Linked DNA regions of Nomascus leucogenys: region 1 is linked to region 2. A link is a contact called in public Hi-C data. All regions are on one chromosome and are shown on one strand. The core of a region is the stretch at or near the end of the contact, and the rest is flanking DNA. Distances in the headings are between cores, read along the strand shown.

Region 1 (6,862 bases), core at 2,414-4,913, 170 kb after region 2:
CACTCCCAAGCCTAGTTTCAGAACACAGCCAACCCAACAAGGTCGCCTTCTCCAAACAAGGTTGCATTCTGTCGGGATCACAACTGTCAGACCAGGGAGAGAAAGGGTTTGTTCTGCCCAATTCTCCTTAGCTAGGAACCAGCACATGAAATACAGCGGATGGCAGGGCTGACAAAGCCCCTTGTAAGGGGGGCACGCAAGCCTAAGGGTGCCCAAAGAGTGGGCTCAGAGGGGGAGGCTCCAAGGAATGTTGCCAGGCCCTGACCCACAGATTCAGTGTCTCTGTCCCGGGTGTGCAGAGTCCTTGAGCCAGATTCTATTCTCAGCCACCCTGGCTATTATTAGATAATCACAGAAGGGCTCTCCTGCAGTAAGGACCACGTCAGCAGGGAATGTGGCCTGCAAGGTGGCTGAGAGTTGCCACTGGTGGGTCCTCTTGTGCTTCTGTTTGAATGCCAGAGAGGGAGAGAAAGAAGGAGAAGGGAAAGAAAATCGAAAGTAACTGGGAAGCAGAGTTGGTGCTGGAGTCCACTGGGGTCCAGTTTATCCCTTGGCCAGAGTGGAAAATGAAAATAGAGGGCCGGTCGCTGCTGCTATGCCTTCTCTGCTTGCCTCTGTCTTCTAAGGATGATGGGTCTGGGGTGAAGGGCATAGGATGGGAGTGGGGGAGCTGCAGGGCTGTAGCCAGGAAGGGACAGAAAATCAATTAAAATATTATATAAAGACACCTCAGGATGGTGCTGTTAAGCGGCCAGCCTCGAACTCTAGCACCCCCAAATCTCGCTGTGGGCACACTCAGTGAGGTCGTTCTAGAATTAAGAGAAATACCCCAGCCTCGCCCAGGCCCGCCCCTCGGGTGGGAGGGGGCCCTTCTAATATTCCAGGTGAATCTCCACTGGCCTGCATGGCCTTCTCTGGAAGAGGTTTTCTTTCGGGGGCGGACAAAGGACACTTGTGTTCCCCCCCCATCAGCGGCCATCCACAGGGGCGGGGGCTGACAAAATGCAGGCGAAAGAGAGAAATAGAGGCCTCACCGGTCGGCGATTCCCACATTACGCCAGGAGAAAGGCTCCCTTTTTCGGGCCTCTCGGGGCCCCTCCTGTGTCCCACCGCACTCCCTTTGCCCTTTTCAGGTCCCACAGACTCCGGGTTTCGGCCTGCCGCAGGCTGGATCCTCGGGGCGTCAGCCCCTGGGCCGTGCCTGAGCGGCAGGAGAGCGCGCGGCAGCCGGAGCAGGCGGCGGGCTGGGCCCATTTGGGGAGAGCCAAGCGCTTTTCTCGATCGTAAACAAGGAAGGCGAAATTAGCCCCTCGTCAGACGCCTCTGCCGACACACAAGTCCTACTGGGGAGGGGGGGGTGGGGGAGGGGGAGAGAAAATGCCATTTCTTCCCGCGGGAGAATACCTCAGAGGCCTTTATGTTGGCTGCGAAAGGGGAATTTTGGGGGGGCAGAAAAGGAAGGGAAGGGGGTTGTGGGGGAGGGGAGATAAAATTAACCGTCAGCTCTGGCCCAAGCGGTTTGATCTGAATGCAAACTGTATTTTTAAAAATTTGATAAAAACAGGTTTCTTCCCCCTCCCCCGCCCCCCCCACCACAGACGACGGGTCAGGGTTTAAACAGGAAATCGTGGAGCGATCCCCTCCCCCACTGGGACTTGGCGCAGAATCCCAGTCGCGCCTCTGGGCGAGGGTGGGGGTAGGGGGGGTGTCTTGGCCCCCAGGCCAAGGTGTGTCTGGCCCCCAGGCTCTCTCGGGCCTCGTCTGGAATATGCTCCCCCACGCCTCCGAGTGTGTCTGCCTGGGTGTGTAGGCGTTTGCGTGTGCGTCGCCGTTTATAAACAGAAATTCACACTTACAGGGGCCGCCTCGGAGCCTCGGACCCAGGCCGGGGAGCAGGGCGGGGTCATATATCAAACTGCAACACATTCAGGGCCACGTACATTTGGAAGAAATTAAGCCACTGTGTTATGAAACCATATGCGTCGGGTTAAGACTATACAACAGGCCATTAGCACCAATTATTAGAGAGATCCCGAGTGCCCAGGACCCTCCAGCCGCCCCAGCCTGAGGCCCCTACCCCGTAAGCCAGTAGCCCCCGGAATCCTCACTGCCTCCACAGTACCTAGGAGACTCTGCCAGGAGGACTGGGCCTGTCCCCGCCCAACCTAGGGCCTTCCCCATTCCCACCTCCGCCCCAGGCGAGGCAGGTCCTAGCCCAGAGCAGCCATGCGTGGCGAGCGGGCATCCCGGTCCAGTGGGCATCCCGGCTGGGATGGCCGCGGTTGGGGTGAGGGGTGCCGGACCTGGGAAGGGAAAGCCGGTAGGCCTCTTTTCTCCGAGCACAAGATGGCTTTTGAGTACGGCATCCCCCACCCCCACCCTACAACCTCCACCCTCCACCCAACGCAGGGCACCTCCCACCCTTCCATCCGCCCGAGTGGGGGCGGGAGCAGGGGGTGGGCAGACGTTCTCCTCTCGGCTGACGCGCACCAGCCACCAGCCTCCCCTCTAATTGCCAATTAACAGGCCCCGCCAGCCGCCTAGCTGCTCCCGCTTCCTGCTCGGCGGCCCGGCCCTGGGCCCACACTGCGCATGTGTGAGCTCTAGCAGTCGCGCTCTCTGGGAGGGAGGGGGCTGCCAGACAGGGAGGGGACGCTGGAAAGTTTGTTTGGGGGTTGGGGGGCTGACTTTGCTTAGGGGGCAATGGGCACAGCCTCTAGGTTCTCTCTCCTGCCTGGAGCTTGAGCTTCCAGGTCCCCTCCGACCCAGTTCCATTAGCCAAGAGGCCGAAGATCTATAATAAGCAGGTACTGACACAGTGGGCAGCAGAGAGCTGGCGCCCTAGACCGCCGGCTTGAGCCCCACAGGTGCTGTTCCCTTGCCTCCCCACCCCCAACTTGGCACACAGTGACATTAGGACAACACAATCGCCCCACTACCAGTTACCAGTATTCCAGTTTAACCCCATTTCTCTCCCCCCTCCAATTTTCCTCCCCATAATTAACTACGCGCCCACCCTCTCGCCAGCCCCCTCTTCTCCCTAACCAAGACAAGCCGCTGCTGTCCTTATCTTGAAACCGCCACCCAGCTACGGACCATTAGTTACATATTTGAACCAATAAGGAAACACTTACCGAGCGCTGCTGTCACTCTCCCTCTCTCCCTCTCTCTCTGCCTCTCTCTCTCCCACTCTGTCTTTCTCGTCTTCCCTCATTTTGTGCCGCCGCCGAGCCTGTCTCAGCTCCACACACACACATATACTTTATATAAATTCAAAAATAAAAATGATTATAATCATCCAAAAGCCAAACAAAATTAAGGAGAGTTGCAAGAAGGGGGCAGGAGGAAGAGCCTGGGAGAGGGGAGGGGCGGAGGCATCTGCAGCTCCCTAGCTCAACTCCTGCTCCTGCATTCCTCCTGCCCCTTGGGGGCCAGAGGGTCGGGAAGGAAGAGAGAGATGCCCTCAACTTCTGTCTCTCCCCTCCCATCCCCACCCTCCCCAGCTGCCCCCAGCTTCCGCAACTCCACCTGGGAGGAAAAAAAATTAAATGGGGGAAAATAATTATTAATCAGATTAATTTAAAAAAAATACTGCTAATGAAGGGAGCGCCCAGCGCAGGTTTCCCTGGCAATGGTTAGGCTCGTACAGGGAGGACTGTTCTGCGGAGCGCTCGGAAAGGACAAACCACAATAAAAAGTTCACGTTCATGGATGGAATCCACATGACTTCTTGTGGCCAATCCAACTTGTGAGTCGATCGTAAACTTTTATTACTCAGCTGTAAATTTTCTGCAAACAACCGGGAATGCGATGCATTTGTGTAGCGTGTGCAAATGGGCGCCGCGGTCGCCATGTTTACCCAATTCTCTCATAGAGGGCGCATCCCCGGACCCCCACCCCACCCCTACCCCCCCCCCCAACGCCCACTCCCCACGGGCCAGGCTGCTGCAGGCGAGCGCAGAAAGAGCTGCGGGCGGATGCCCAGACGAAAGAAAGCCTCAAGCACTGAGGGTCAGTTGCCTCTCCTGGCTTGCCGAGTTTTAAATATTGTCCTTAATAAATGGGGGCATTAAGGTTGGATCAGGGGGAATTCAAAGCTTTGCAAAGATTTGTGGTCTTGAGGCAGTGATGGTTGGTGAATGGCAGGGATTGAAAGGGTGCCTCCCTACCCCCCCTTTTTTTTTTAGTAAGAGAACAACATCCCCTCTATGGAGTACCCCTGAAAGCCCCTACTCCACCCTAGACAGGAACAGTAGTCGAAGACCACTGGCAGCCACCCAACCAAACCTGACCTGGAGTGGTCTGAAGAACCTAGGGGACTAGACCTACCCTGGGCAAGCCTGCAGTGCAGCAGGAGAGGTGAGAATTGGGGGCAACTTCTAGGACCCTCAAAATGACCCTCATCCCCGGGGTCCCTTTCTTAGAGAGAATGACATTTTCCCCCAAGACCATCCCTAATTTCCTTGCCCAGTTCAAATGGTGGCTTATTTGAAATCTTTTTACAATTAAAAATAAAATTAAAGCCCCAAGATCTTGGTCTCTACTTCCTTTTTGCGGGGAGGGGTGCAAGGCAGTAAGCCTTTTGGATCGTGTCAGATTGCCCACACCCCCCTGCCTTTCTCAGAAAAATTTCCTGATTCAATGTCTGGGCAGCTGGGATGTAGTACCGAGGCCTGAAAAAATAACCTTTTACTGCCCTGAATTCCACCTTCTGTGCTAAAATTTCGAGCAGCCTGTTTTTCCAGACCCCTAATTTTGAAGGTGAGTCCAGGATAAATTCCCCCATAGAGACTATTTGCCGGGGGAGGGGTTGCAGCCAGGTCACTCTCCCCACGGGCTCGAGATTTGAAGGCCGGCAGCTTTCCACTTGGTCCCGCATCAAGCTGGCATGGGAATCTCAATGGCTGGGTGCCTCAACCCTGACCAAGAGGGGATACCTCATGCTTTCCCCAAACTTCCTCCATAGTAAGCAAAGCAGTTCCCTAGGCCGGATGCAGGGAACTCGTTTCTTTTTACAAACCCACCCATAAATTTTATAACAGGTAGTTAAAAATTACGACAAGGAAGCGCTGGCCCAGCTTTTCACAATGGGCAGCAGGGAGAATGGGACGGCGCTGCGGGCAGTTCACCGGAAATTTTACTTCTAGACTGTGGCACAACCTGTCCTGAGTTCTCCCTGATTGGGACGGGGTAACTTTCCCAGTCAGCAGGCAGTCATTAGGGCATCTTATCTGGGGAAGATAAGACTGGGGAGACCAAACCACTCGCCTATCCAAGGGTCCCTCAAGGAGCCCTTCAGGACGCTCACTACCTCTCTCACCCACCCCCAGATCTCTTGCAGGTCCGCACCTTCCTTGACTGATGCAATGAGGGAGTGGGGAGGAAAAAAAATTTAATCCAGAGAAACGAATTTGCCCCCCAACTTAATAGCTGCATTATTCCACCTCTACGGTTGAGATTAGAATAATAAATTCAAGGAGCAATGAGCGAGATGCTTCAACTCAGCATTTTGAAAGATACTATTTTTCACAAATCACAAATGGCTTTCGGAAGCCACTTTGATTGGCTAATAAAAAAGTAAAGAATGGGAGAGAAAGTCCTATCTGCAGCAGCCGAATGGTCCCCATTCCGGTAATGGGACGGCGGGAGCATTTGGGAGGACGCGATTCTAAAGAGAGCGCATCCCGCTCACAATTACGTTCCCCCATAAAACGGGTTTTTACCTCCATTTCTTTCCAAACGAGAAAACAGAGGCGGTGGGCAGGAGGGGTGGGGGAGCGGGTACTGCATGAGGGGGTGGCTGGGGCTCCCTCGGCTTAGCCCTCTCCATGCCTGGCATCTCGAGTAAAGCCGGGTGCCAGACGCACCCCGCCCTCCGACGCACCGGGCTTGGGGCCACGGACATTGCTGAACAGGACAAGGGATGAATGGGACATTTGGTGTAGGGAAAAGGCGGCGAGGCCCTTCGGAGCCATTTAATGCTGGGTTCATTCCGCTAGGCTACTGGGCCAGATATTTTTATTAATAGCAATCATAATTCCACGTTTAAAAACGAAACGGGACCTCGGCCATCCCTCGGAGTATGGAGGACACGCCTGTGGGAAGGCCCGAGGTCTGAGCGAAATGCCCTCTTTTCTGGCCTCCCTGGTGGGTAGCCGGTGTGTACCACTGAGAACAGGGTTACCTGGCTGGTGCCGCTGCTCACAGCAGGGACCCCAAGTTAGAGCAGATTTCTCGGAGCTCCTGCTCAAAGCTGCGCCAGCTGCCTGCAGCCTGGGCTTCCAATTCACAGCCTTTCTCGGGCTGCAGGAGTCCCCTACGAAGGAAGCCGGACTCAATTCTGTACTCAGGCCCGATTTTCAGGCCCGGTTTGCGTGAGGGCCAGTGACTGGGACCTGGGTGAAATTCCACAAAACAAGAGTTGGCCTGGGCCTAGGTCTGGGAAAATCATTGACCAGGAGCTAGACAGATGAGGGGTGGGGAGGAGAGAGAGAGAGAGAGAGAGATAGAGAGAGAGAGAGAGAGAGAGAGAGAGAGAGAGGAGAGAGAGAGAGAGAGAGAAGAGAAAAAGAAAGAAAATCTGGCCTCAAAAATATTTCAGCCTTTAGGGGTCTGGTTTTTAAGACCAGAAGATCCCTCCCCTCCCTTTTCCCCTCTCCTGACTGAGTCAGAAGACTTGTATCTCTGGAATTTGGGATTATTTGACCAGAATCTTGTTGGCATAAACAGAATTTTGAAGTCCAGGACTCTCCAGAGAGAAGTGAGAAACCCTTCTACCCCCTGGGTCCCTGAGCCTTCAGTTCTTCATTTTGGGGAATGAAGATACCAATAAAGATTCCCTCTTACCCCACTGTGGCTGGGG
Region 2 (5,928 bases), core at 3,228-5,727:
CTTGAGGACCCAGGCGTCCAGGCCCCAGGAGATGAAGGACACCAGAGTTGAGGAGACCTAGACGCTGTCATCTGCCTCCAGTTAAGTGGGCACAATCCATAAAGCTAGGTTGTGCTGCCTTGGGGCTGAGGTGTGCATAACAGGGTAGCGAGGCTGAGCCAGGGACCCCACTGTCTCTGCATTTCTGTCTTAACTGAGAGGGTGTCACTTTGTCACCTTATTCTCACCCCTTGGAAAATAATCCCATTTCCTTGTAAGGCAGATGAAGGCAGAGATATAGAAGATACAGAGACAGCAAGATGGCTGAACCTGTTGAGAAACAAATCAGGCAGGTGCGGTGGCTTACACCTGTAATCCCAACATTTTGGGAGGCCGAGGTGGGAAGATCACTTGAGCCCAGCAGTTCAAGACCCTGTCTCTACAAAAAAAATTTTTAATTAGCTGGGTGTGGTGGTGTGCACCTGTAGTCCCAGCTACTGGAGAGGCTGAGGCGGGAGGATTGCTTGAGCCTAGGAGTGCAGTGAGCCATGATCACACCACTGCATTCCAGAGTGAGACCCTGTCTCAAAAAAAAAAAAAAAAAAAAAAAAAAAGACACAAATGGATGAACTCACAGCCTAGCTCCTCAGTTTGTGGGCCCTGCAGATAGCTTTCTCTCCTTGTAAGTGCCCCTCCTCACTAGGCTGAGGAAAAGACATTGAGTGTTAAGTCCCCACAGATGAAATGGGGAAGCATGGGGAATCTGATCAAGTCTGGAGACTTTTGCACCTGTGCCAAGGACATGTCCTTGGGATGCAGTGGCCCTTGCTTAACTCACACATCAAGGAGCCCTTTTCCCTTCCCCAAATCAGGGCCCTTTAAAGGGCCCGTTAATGCTTCTTCCTTAATGCATTTCCTTCCTACATCTTTACTTCAGGTTCTTTCTTGCTGTGACTTCCTTATCTCAACTCCTGCTGACCTTGGAGACCTGAAGAGTTACTTTCCTTGCAATCCTGAACCTCCAACTCCAAACCTAACCCTGCATGCAGGTCACCGTCTTTGGGAAATCTACAGGATGAGCTCCCCAGTCCTGTCCTCCATGCTTGTGTGTCTGATAGGGCTTCATGGACTGGGTCTTGGGTACTCAGACTAGCATCTGCCTGAGACCCTGGCAAAGCAACAGCAATAACTACCCTTTGTGGAGCCCAAATTGTGTAATAAGCACTTAATGTAATTAAGTCATTTAAACATCACAAAAGAAGATGGAGCTTACAATGATTATCCCATTTTACAACTAAGATAACTGAGGCACAGAGAAATTAAGTAGCATGCCCAAGGTCACCATGAGTAAGTGGCAGAGCTTGGATTCAAATGCAGCAGTCTGATTCCAGAGCCCACAGTCCTGAGGCCTCTGCTATGCTGCCTTCACTGTCCTATGCTCTTTTGATGTTTGTTGGGCTAATCGAGACAGGGCCCAGTGTAGTGGAAGTGGGGAAGGTGGCTACACTGAAAGTTAAACACCAGAACCCCCTTTGGGGCTCCCCAGGTCAGAAACAGTGAGTGGGAACTGAGCAGGGTGACACTTGGTGTCTAGGAAGGGGGAAACATGGCCTTCACCTTCTCCAATTCCCGATCTTTGTTTTCTGCAGTGGGAGGCCCTTCCCCGTGAGAAGCGGCGAGGGAAGGGAAAGGCTGAAAGATCCGCCTAGAAGCCCAAGTGAGCAAAGTCGGAGCTAGGACCCGAAGAGGCCGATAGATGGCGCTCATGGCCCAACACAGCTCCAGCAGCTCGAGGAAACCAAAGGAAAACAAGTGAGCCGGTTAACCCCTTCCCTCCCGGGCTCAGGACGGAGGAGCTGGCTGGTGGGTATGCCTGGAGCCCTGCCCCAGGCCCGGTGACTCAACTCTCTAGGCTTTTACCCAGGCGATAACCTGGGTCATCTTCTGTTCCTGCCCTACAAGGCTCTACCCGTAAATCACAGTCAGCAGCCTCCTGAAGACTTCCCAGAAGACATGAAGACTAATAAATGGAAGAGACTGGTTGGGAGGGCTGCACCCAAGCCCATGTTTCATCTCTTGGGCTCTATCTCTTGAAAGCCTCAGGGTCTCTGTTTCTAAGCACCCCTACTTCAGGAGAGCGCCTCACCTCCATCTTTCCTGGGAGTGACTCACTGGGTGGGGAGGAATAGCATGGACTAGAGACAGAGAAGGCCCCAGGTCCCTCTGGCATTAGCTGTAGGGACTTACTGTGGGCTGCCTAAGCCTCAGTTTCTCCTTATATCTGGACTTCCTGTCTCTGGGTTCCCTGGGGTGGATGGGCTTATAGGGACAGAAACAGTTATTCAAGTCTTCTAGGAAATTGAAATCAGGGGTGGGGAGGTGGAGGTCCTGGGGGATCTCTGCTTGCGTGTTACTCATTTCACTCATTACTCTTCTGCCAGAAGCTGACTTTGAATGTGGAGGGGCTGCCAAGATGACAAACTAGAACAGAAGTGCTGGGCAAGCAAGTGACAGAGGGGTCGGGGGTGGGCAGGAGGGTTGTCCAAGGGATGGTGGAAATCCTGGAATTTTTAAGCAACGAGATGACACCACAATGAGGTCCTCTCACCTTATTTTTTGGTCAGAAACACAGAAATACATAGATACACAGAGATGGGGGAACTTGTTCTAGAAGCTCAGATTCTCTTATTCCAGTCATTCTAGGGTAAGAAGCAGAAACAGGGAGATGTTCACAGAGGGAGACAGAGACATGCAGATACAGAGAGAAAGCTACACAAAAGACTAGAAATAGAGATAAATGTACATAAGTAGAGAGGGGAAAATAAGATAGGCAGAGAGAGACACAGAGAGGGAGAGGATCTGGTAAAAATTAAAGCTCAGGAAATTATGGGCTTCTTGAGGTGGACGATTAATTCCATTTCCAAAGTCTTGCAAGGGTCAGGGTAGTTTCTCACCCTTGATGTCAGCAGGTCACTGCTCACAGCTCCCTGAAGCTCCTACTGCACCCATTAAGTTTTTGTTGATAGGAGATCAGACAAGTCCTGGGAAGGGAGTGGCATCCTTTTTCTCTCACTTCTTCCTGTTCTGGGGTTTATAGGTCTCCTTCTCTACCACTCACAGGGATACCTTGCTTCTGTGATTAGAGCCTTGGCTGTGCTAAGGTGTGTGGAGATTGTGGGGTGGGAGGAATATAGAAGATAACTAACCTTAGGGGGTTCCCAGTCTAATGAAAGTTTTAGAGTCAGGACACAGAACCAGACCCAGATAGAGCACAAGAACAAAACTAGGAATAGGACAGATTTGGACATAGATATTGGGATGGGGGAATGGTGGGGGAATGGACTGTTAGGTGCAGCCATGGGATGAGGATTGATCAGGGAAGCCTTCATGGACAAAGTATTTGAGGGAGAAGATTTGGATGGAAGAGTGATAGCTAACTTTATGTGTCTACTTGAGTGGTCTAAGGGACACCCAGATAGCCGGTAAAACATTATTTCCGGATATGTCTGTGGAGTGTTTCTGGAAGAGATTCGCATTTGCACTGGTAAACTGAGTTAAGAAGATCACCCTCATTAATATGGGTGGGAACCATCCAATCCCTTGGGGGCCAGTAGAACAAAAGGGTGGAGGAAGGCAAATTCTCTTTCTTCATGAGCTGGGACATCTATTTTACCTGCCTTTGGACATCATTGGAGTTCCTGGTTCTTCATCCTTCAGGCTCTGGGACTTAGCAGTGAGCCCCCTCCCCTGCTTTGGACTTTCCTGAATTATACCACCTGTTTTCCTGGTTCTCCAGTGTATAGACAGCAGAGCAGGAGACTGTGGGACTTCTTGGCCTCCACAATCCTGTGAGCCAATTCTTGGGATAAATCTCGTCATATAGATAGATATCCTGTTAGTTCTGTTTCTCTGGAAAACTCTTGACTAATACTGAGGTTATAGGGTTGGGCAGATAGCAAGGCAGAGAAAGAAGTCAAAATGGTGACACTCTGGAGATGGGCTTGGACAGTAATGGGGGATGCTCCTTGCTAAAGAGTTGTTAGGAGCTACCAGAAATGTCTTCGTGGATGTTCTATATAGTAATGGCAGGCTGCAAAGGAGAGGTCTCTTATACCCAGGGTGGCAGGGGGCCTAGAAATGGTCTTTAGCTATTGTTAATACCCTCAGGTGGCTGAGGGATTGGGGATGGTTGAAGCTTCCTGATTTGCAATCCCTTTGGGAAAACAGTGAATGAACTTTTGGAAGGGCGATGCCCTTTAGGGATAGAATCCAGGATTTTCTAGGTACTTACAGGCTCTGGCCTTTCACTTCTCAAGACTTCCTGATTTAATGCTGATGGAAAGATTAAACTACAATTCCCAGCGATATTTAGGGCTAATTTAGCGCGCCTTCCGGGATTGGAGCATTTCCGGCGGATGTGGCTGCGGGTACGCCAATCTCCTTCCCTAAACAATGTAGACTACGACTCCCACTGTCCTTAGCGCCGGGGGTTGGGTTTGGGCGGGGGAAAGGAACCGGAAACGGGATGGGGAGCTGGACCAGGTGAGGAAGTAGGAGGCTGGGAAACCGGGACTGTGGGGGCAAGTTGAGGGCTCCCAGGGTCGTCGGGGCTGAGCCCAGAGAGTAGTTAGAATTTCTGTGTTTTGGGGTCCCTCCCTCCGTATGGGGTTAGACTCAGTGCAGGGAGAGCCCAGCCTGTGAAACCGCCTGGGAGGTCTGCAGGATCAAGGCTTTCCAGTCGGCCGGAGCCAGCGGGCGCCCCCGGAGGTTTTGCCTGGTGCCTTAGTAGTCGGCCCCTTTGGAACCAGATGAAATGGTCTTTTTGAGTTTATGCATTATTATTATTATTGTTTATTTATTTATTTTTCCGAGACGGAATTTTGCCCTGTCTTCAGGCTGGAGTGCAATGGCGCGATCTCAGCTCACTGCAACCTCCGCCTCCCGGGTTCAAGCGATTCTCCTGCCTCAGCCTCCCGAGTAGGTGGGATTACAGGCGCGCGCCACCATGCCCGGCTAATTTTTGTATTTTTAGTAGAGACTGGGTTTCACCATGTTGGTCAGGCTAGTCTCGAACTCCTAACCTCGTGATCTGCCTACCTCGGCCTCCCAAAGTGCTCGGATTATGGGCGTGAGCCACCGCGCCCGGCCTATGCATTATTATTATTATTTAACTTAAGGATATTTATTATTGTCCCTTGGACTCCCAGAGTGCCTCCAAGGGACAGGGGAGTGCATATGTATCTTCGATTCCTTCCTCACTTCCTGGATTTGATGTCAGAGAAGTCTGACATCAGTCTGAAGTCGGCCCTTGGTGGTCAGCCTTATCACTGGGTCCAACTCCGCTGCCTTTGTGCTTAATGTAGTATGACACCGTATTTTATAAAATATCTACATTTCTTAAGCCTCTGGCTCTTGGGGCGAATTTCAGTAGAACTTATAAGTTCCTCCTTTGGGTTCTCTTAGTGTTTTGTTCCGGGTATTAAAGCTCACATCACACTATATTACAGTTAGTTGTTTATTTGCCCTCACAGCCGATTATGAGCTTACGGAAAGCCTGGCCTACATTTTACTCTTTCTGGATTTCTTCCTCACCAAGAGACTGCTGCAGTGCCTGTCATGTAAGAGACTCATAAGTATTGAAAAAAATAAATGAGTTAACAGGTGGTAGGTTGGATGGAGTATGTGATTTTCATAGAGAAGAGAGTTAAATGAGTTGCTCAAGAGAACCTTCTTAGAGATGAAACAGGAGTAGAATTCAAATCAATTGACTTCCAGCCTGTGGCTCTTGCTATGAGATCAGGCTTTGAAGTTATGGAACAATGCAAGTAGTGTCTTGCCACTCTTTTTCCCAGCCTTGCTGTTTGCAACACAGGTGTCTAAATGTCAAAGGTAGGCTCAAGACTTCTCGAGATTCTAGAGCTGGAGCAGCCAATCTGCTAATGTTGGTGT

Evidence for each region. Hi-C and Micro-C count contacts between places; a contact is called where the count stands out from the background.
Region 1: a contact with region 2 is called in a Hi-C map of a lymphoblastoid cell line, with 2.7 times the contacts expected there. The contact joins the promoter of HOXC4 here to the promoter of SMUG1 in region 2. A contact is called at or near these places in 2 of 4 Hi-C or Micro-C datasets (a lymphoblastoid cell line and an unstated tissue).

The regions. Positions count from the first base shown.
Region 1 is chr11:56,916,888-56,923,749 of Asia_NLE_v1, forward strand. HOXC4 (homeobox protein Hox-C4) reads right to left here and starts at 3,664. Exons shown (of 4, transcript XM_003252902.2): 1 at 3,135-3,664. HOXC6 (homeobox protein Hox-C6) reads right to left here and starts at 3,664. Exons shown (of 3, transcript XM_030822518.1): 1 at 3,135-3,664.
Region 2 is chr11:56,742,169-56,748,096 of Asia_NLE_v1, forward strand. It overlaps SMUG1 (single-strand selective monofunctional uracil DNA glycosylase), which reads left to right and starts at 4,478. Exons shown (of 4, transcript XM_003252886.3): 1 at 4,478-4,521; 2 at 5,511-5,597.